Regions from separate parts of the Manis pentadactyla genome. Here region 1 is linked to region 2. The links are chromatin contacts, called in public Hi-C maps. All regions are on one chromosome and are shown on one strand. The core of a region is the stretch at or near the end of the contact, and the rest is flanking DNA. Distances in the headings are between cores, read along the strand shown.

Region 1 (3,243 bases), core at 62-2,561, 230 kb after region 2:
AGATAAAATGACTTTACCCCAAAAACACACATGCAAGTGGGGGAGCTAGGATTGAGAACCCTGTCATTTCAGTCCAGTGCCCATGCTTCTAATCTCAGCACTCTCCCACTTGTTCGCATTAATTTCAGATGAGGAACCGACTCAGGTCAAGTGAGTTGTTGGAAGAGGCAGAGCTGGGACGGGAACCCTAGCTGCTGCTGGGTGCCCTGGAATCACGGGCTGATTCAGTGGACTAAGCCACTAGGCAAGAGAGCAAATATGTGGGGTCCCCCTCCCATGCTAAGAGAAAGGAGAAGGTCTTGAGGACAGACCCTATCTTTGATCTCTTACCCCTCCCCCTGAAAGATGTCTGGCCTACCCCCAAACCTTAGTGAGTCAGGCCCGGAGTGATGGGTGTGGTGCTGCCCCGAGTTTCCTTCCTCTGCCTGAGGCTGTGCCAAAGGAGCAGGCTGCTGCAAGGGGAGAAGGAGCCCCTACCCAGAGAGCAAGCAGTCCAGAGTCGGGTGATTAAGTGAGAGTTTGGGGGTGGCAGTGGAAAACGCTGGGGTCGTTCTTGCCCTAGCTCTGGGTGCTAGCACATAGTGGCCTACTAACACGGGTGAGGGAAGAGCCTGACAAGGAGCTTAATGGGAAGGCAGTGTGAGGGTTTGTGCTGAGTTGTAATACCGTGAAGAAAATTCACTTAAGTAAACTTCCATTTCCACCTCCAGGATGTGAGGAAATAAGATCAGAGTCGAGAAAGGGTAATGACTAATAATACCTTAAACTTGCACAGCGCACTATACAGTTTTATAAAACACTTTCACAAACCCCAGCTCATTTGATCCTCAGAAGTCAAAAGGTGACAAGGTGGCTATTACTAGTTATCCCTAGTTTACAGACTGGGAAAACTGTGGCTCTCAATTCAGATGACAGGCGTAGGTTACCCTGCCTTTAAGTGACAGAGCTGGGACAAGAGCCCTGCCGCCCTTGGAAGCCTAGTGACGTTCCCTAGGAAGAGGAACGCTCCTCTGCTAGAAGGGGTAGAGCCTCGGACGCTGGGCAGCAGCTAGAGGGCGCCAAGGTTCCAAGCGGAAGCCTGACCGCCCGCAGCGAAAAAGACTTTTCTATTTGCCCCGTAGGCTGCACCTCCTCCCTCCCGCTCACCTGTCTTCGCGCAGCGCAACCAATTGGTGACCTCCACATCCTCATACGTCATCATGCCACGCCAGCTTTTCTCCTAGGCCATCCCGTCGAACTCTGGGTCGCAGTTGTCCTTAGAGTTGCCTGATCGGAATATCTCCAGGGCAAGGCATAAATCTCGGGGCAGCTGGCTGTTCTGGCCAACAGGGACGAAGCCAATGACCCAGGGTGGATCTCCTTTCCTGGGAAGCGGTTGTTCGGTTCTGAGGAGTTTCTCTCTCTGCGACCGTGAGCTGGCAGTTCTGGTGGTGGCTGCTAGGCCCTGCTGAGCGGCTGTCGCATGCAGTTCCTATGAGGTCCCTGTCGCCGGTCGGCGATGTCCGTGTGGAGCTGCCGCCGCCGCCGCCGCTGTTCCCGGCTGTGAGCGGGTCTCCGGTCGGGTCGTCCGGGCGTCTCATGGCTGCTAGCAGCTCCTTGGTGCCCGACCGGCTGCGCCTGCCGCTCTGCTTCCTCGGCGTCTTTGTATGCTATTTCTACTATGGGATCCTGCAGGAAAAGATGTGAGCCAGATCCCCGGGGCCAGACCGCACACATCCCCCGCTATCCCGTCTCCTTTTCTTCCTGTGGCCGGGTTCGCCTTCCTCCCACCCCTGTCCCCTGTTTGCCTCTTGCCCTCTTGCAGCTGCGGCTGAGCTAACCCAGATTTCCAGAATGCCCAAGGTAGTCTCGGAATCATGAGACTTGGTTATTTTTCTTCCCTTGATTGCTTTTCCCTTGTTAACTCTAAGGGTTTTACAGGCTGAGGTTTCCATGACCTGTGTCGGCTCCTCTTCGGAAGGAGGAGCATCCCAGATGCTTTTAGACAGCTAATGTTCCTACCCACGGCATTGCTGCTGTATGTAGCCCAAGCCCCTTCATCTCCTTCCTGGGGTACCTCGTTTCACCATCCTCTTTCCACGTTACCTCTTGCTCTATCCTTTACCAATACTTTTCCCTAAGCAACGGGATCAGCAGGCTGGGCTGTCTAGTTTCTAGATCCGATAAAACTAGCCCCTTTTGTAAATAAGCCCACTGATCCTTACCAAACTCTTCTTACATCCAGGGTGGCAAGATATTTTCAAAGCATTCAGTGGCTCTGAATGATGACACTGAGGGAAATATACTAATTCCTCCCCTTTCTTTCTCACACTTTTCTTTCTTAGAACAAGAGGAAGGTATGGGGAGGGAGCCAAGCAGGAGACATTCACTTTTGCCTTAACTTTGGTCTTCATCCAGTGTGTGATCAATGCTGTGTTTGCCAAGATCTGTGAGTACCTGTATAGTAATGTTGTGTGCCCACCTCCCCTTTGTATCTTGGACATTAGGCAGTGATCCAACTGTTAGGTCTGACTCTCGAGACCCCACCCCCTTTACACAGTCTCTGTTCAGTCTAAAAATCCATTTTCTTAAATAAGACCAACTTCTGAGTGAGAAACGTACAGAGAATGGGTCTTCTTGTTCCAGATGCCTACTGAGAATAGTTAATTTTTTTTCTCTGTTCTTTTGATTTTCCTTTATGTGTCGGCTTCAAGCATGTTTTGATCTTTCTTTGTTCCTTGGGAACTAGCAGCAGGGGTAACTAGTCCTTTGAATTGAAGGAGCCCCACTCCCCTGCCCATTATGTGGTCTTGTGTTAGACTTAGGTGGGATTGGAGAATTGAATAGTCTTAGAGGACAGAAATAACGTGTGCTTCTCATCTGCTCTGACAGACAAGTTCCTTTCATATGGCTTTGACTTTTTACTCAGTGGTCCATCTTAGGCCCACCAGGCTTCTCTTGGAGTTTTTTGTTTGTTTGTTTGTTTGTTTTACTTTTTTGTTTTGTCTTCTCTCAGTGATCCAGTTTTTTGACACTGCCAGGGTGGACCGTACGCGGAGCTGGCTCTATGCTGCCTGTTCTGTCTCCTATTTGGGTGCCATGGTCTCCAGCAACTCAGCGCTACAGTTTGTCAACTACCCAACTCAGGTGCAACCTCAGGGTGGGATGAGGGTTGGCTCAGAAGTTGTTTGAAAAGAACAGGATCTTCCCCTGAGGTCTGTGACTTAAATAAAAAGAAAGTGTGTTTAAGAAGTTCAGAGTGCC
Region 2 (3,374 bases), core at 717-3,216:
CTCTGTGGGGAGTTGGGGGCTCCAAAGAAGGCCCTGCCGCCTCCCCCGCTCCCATCCTGGGAGGGGGGCCGGCCCACAAAGTGCCCTTTCTTCCCCCAGCGCCGCTGGCTTTCTAGGCGCCCTCTTGGCAACAGAACAGAGGGCACCAAGAGCGGGTGGCGACTCGCCCCGCCAGGGGCTCGGAGCGGCGGGCGATAGGCGCTGAGGGGACGCGGAGATAGGCAGATAAAGCTCCCTTCGCCAGGCCCCCGCCCCCACCTTTCCCACGCTTCAGCCTCTCCGGAGCCTCTCCTACCTGTCTGACCCTCCTGCTCCTCCGCCCACTGACTTTTGCCCTCTGTCTCTTCCAACTGCAGCTCTCAAGCCCCTGGTAGCATACCCTGGGGATTTGACTTTGGCAAGGGGCACGGAGCTCCCCGCACACTTCTCTGCCAAACGGAGTCTACAAAGGAGACCCTTTCCCGGGACTGGGCGAGACTTGGGGAGGATGCAGGTCCCAGAAGTGACCACTAGGTGGCACGCTGGCACTGCGTGTCCTGCAGCGTCCAGGCAGGGGAAGGGGACAGGAGAACTGACCCCGCAGCCCTGCGGAAAGGTTGTATGGGCTAGAAACAGATCGGGAGGAGCTCTCCCTCCCTCCCAACCCCAAATAGAGGTAGAGAGCAGAACTGGGGGTGAAATGGCGAAACAGTCTCGGATTAAGCAAACGTGGATGGGCTGGCTAGGACTAGGAGCTGGGGGTCTCCGGGGAGGGAAGCCTGGCCCAACAGGGTTCAGTGGGGCATGATGGTTCCCAGGCACTGGGGACTGGAAGGGTCCTGAGAGCTTGATGTCCATCGTCATACAAGCACACATTCACACACAGACACCAGGTCCAGGCCCTCTACTCACACTGCTTACATACACCACACACACACTGCTACACTTAACTCACACACATATTCTTGCACTCTTGTATCTCTCTGTACCCTGTGGAAGACATGGAATCCTTACGCCGCATACCCCAAGTATACCCATCCCAAACACCTGATCTCTAAAAGTGGCCACACTTCCCCAGTGCTGTCCCAAGTGCACAAAATCTGCCCCAACCTTACTGAAGCACTCAGACAGGCAGCCTGTTTGTGCCTCACGGGACCCTAGGTCCCCTGCTGCTTCCAGCAAGCCTGGACAATCTCTGAAACTGCATACACGTAGTTTTGAGATAACTCTAATGTCACCACAGACAGGTCTGTGCACCTCCTCTCCATAAGCCCCCAAATCCACACATACCTGCCCCCTCTGAAAGCCCAATTACAACTTTCAAAGGCCCAAGGATCTTTTGCCTGATAGATTTCTTTCCCCATAAAATTTTTTAAAATTGCATTTTATAACTGCATTGTTATAAAAACAATATATTAATATCATATTTTCAAACAGTTTCTTCAGCCTAGACATTTCTTTTCTTTTTTTATTTTAAAGGAAATTAAAACATGTTCATGTGCCCTAGGTCCTTCCCGCTTTAGGCCCATTTGTCTGCCTGTCACTTGCACAGCGTGCGCACACACACATACACACATACACACCTTGGACCACCTCCCTCCACAAACACTAATGGGCAAATTCACCTCCTTCTCCGTAGCACCTGAGCCCACCTTCCACCCCCAGCCAGGAGACAGACTATAGCCCCCAGGGCTCCGCAGTGACAAGCTCTCCCACTCCTTTCTTCAAGACAGTGGGGGTTTATCTGGGCTGGGGGAGGGAGCCACAGGAGGAAGAAGAACAGGTGTGTGTGTGTGTGTGTGTGTGTGTGTGTGTGTGTGTGTGTGTGTGTGTGTTGGGTAACAACAAAGAACGGGGGAGAGAGAGAGAGAGAGAACGAAAGAGCGCTAGAGCATGTTTTGCCTCGAAGGCAGGACTTGCAGCCAATCAGAGTGCTGGAGCCTCCCTCCGCGACTCCACTATTGAGTCTATAACCGGCTGGCCGGGCGGAGCTGGCAGCATTTAACTGTGGCTTGGGACGCGACGAGAGGGCGACCGCCGGGAGGCCGGCGATGGTCTAAGCGCCCCTCGGCCTGCCCTCTCCTGAGATTCTGCGGGACCCTCCCCTGGCCTCCGGACACACACACGCCCCTCGTCCTCCGCCTCCCCCGCGCTCCTGTCTGCTCCAGCGCCCAGCGGCCCGGGCCAGCCCCGGGGAGGCGCGGCGCCCGCCAGGATGAGTGGCTCCTTCGATCGCAAACTCAGCAGCATCCTCACCGATATCTCCAGCTCGCTTAGCTGCCATGCGGGCTCCAAGGACTCGCCCACCCTGCCTGAGTCTTCCGTCACTGACCTGGGCTACTACAGTGCTCCCCAGCATGACTACTACTCGGGCCAGCCCTACGGCCAGACCGTGAACCCCTACACCTACCACCACCAGTTCAATCTCAACGGGCTTGCAGGCACAGGCGCTTACTCGCCCAAGTCGGAATATACCTACGGAGCCTCCTACCGGCAATACGGGGCGTACCGGGAGCAGCCGCTGCCCCCCCAGGACCCAGGTGAGGACCACTGGGTCGCGGGACGGTGGGGGACACTGGAAAGTTCCGGAGGGAGAGAAAGACAGGGAATTGAAGCGGAAATCTGGGGAAGTGTCAAGAGTAAGAAATGGACTGTCTCAAGTTAGAGGTGTGCTAGATGCCCCCAGAGGGGTCAGACGACCTTCCAGTCCCGAGACTGCGCGCGTTTGGGGCGTGGGGCGCACTGTGCACCGCGGTCTCGGGTGAGGATCGGCGTGGGCAAGGGGAGGAAGGGCAAGGCTGGACTGCCAGGTGACCTCCTAAGCGAGGTGCTTTTGCAGGCACTTGAGCAGGCCGTCGACCATTGGGCTGCAGAGGGTTCGGGGGTGGGCAGCGAGGTTCACTGGAAGCTCCAGGGACCCTGGATACAGGCTGAGAAGAGCGGAGGGGAGGACATGAGGAAAGGCCCCCCAGCCACGGGGAAACGGGGGAAAGCAGGGACTGAGAAGCGGAGAAGCTGAAAAAGAGAAACGTGGAGACAGCAAAAGAGACATGTTGAGACCCAAAGTGAGAGAAAGGGCAGAAGAAAGGGCCAGAGGAAAGAAAGAAAGAAGGGAGAGAAAGAAAGAAGAAAGGAGGCAGGAAAGAACAAAAAGAAGAGAGAAAGAGAAAGAATGCGAAAAAGAGAAAAAGGAAGAAAAAGAAAGAAACGAAGGAAGGAAGGAAGGAAGGAAGGAAGGAGGGAGGGAGGGAGTCTGTGCTATGCTTGCAACTTCTAAAAATCTAAAACTATTCTAAAATTAAAAACTCAAAAAAAAAAGGCGCGGAAACAGATGGGAAAGAGCAAGAGAGGAGACTGAGGGCAAGGCGGAGGGGAGCAGGCGCGGACAGCAGGCA

The links. Hi-C and Micro-C count contacts between places; a contact is called where the count stands out from the background.
Region 1: a contact with region 2 is called in a Hi-C map of skin fibroblasts, with 5 times the contacts expected there. The contact joins the promoter of SLC35B1 here to the promoter of DLX3 in region 2. A contact is called at or near these places in 2 of 3 Hi-C or Micro-C datasets (fibroblasts and skin fibroblasts).

The regions. Positions count from the first base shown.
Region 1 is chr4:165,803,262-165,806,504 of mManPen7.hap1, forward strand. SLC35B1 (solute carrier family 35 member B1) reads left to right here and starts at 1,312. Exons shown (of 8, transcript XM_036879801.2): 1 at 1,312-1,682; 2 at 3,021-3,126. The coding sequence starts at 1,474.
Region 2 is chr4:165,569,112-165,572,485 of mManPen7.hap1, forward strand. DLX3 (distal-less homeobox 3) reads left to right here and starts at 1,967. Exons shown (of 3, transcript XM_036879850.2): 1 at 1,967-2,519. The coding sequence starts at 2,195.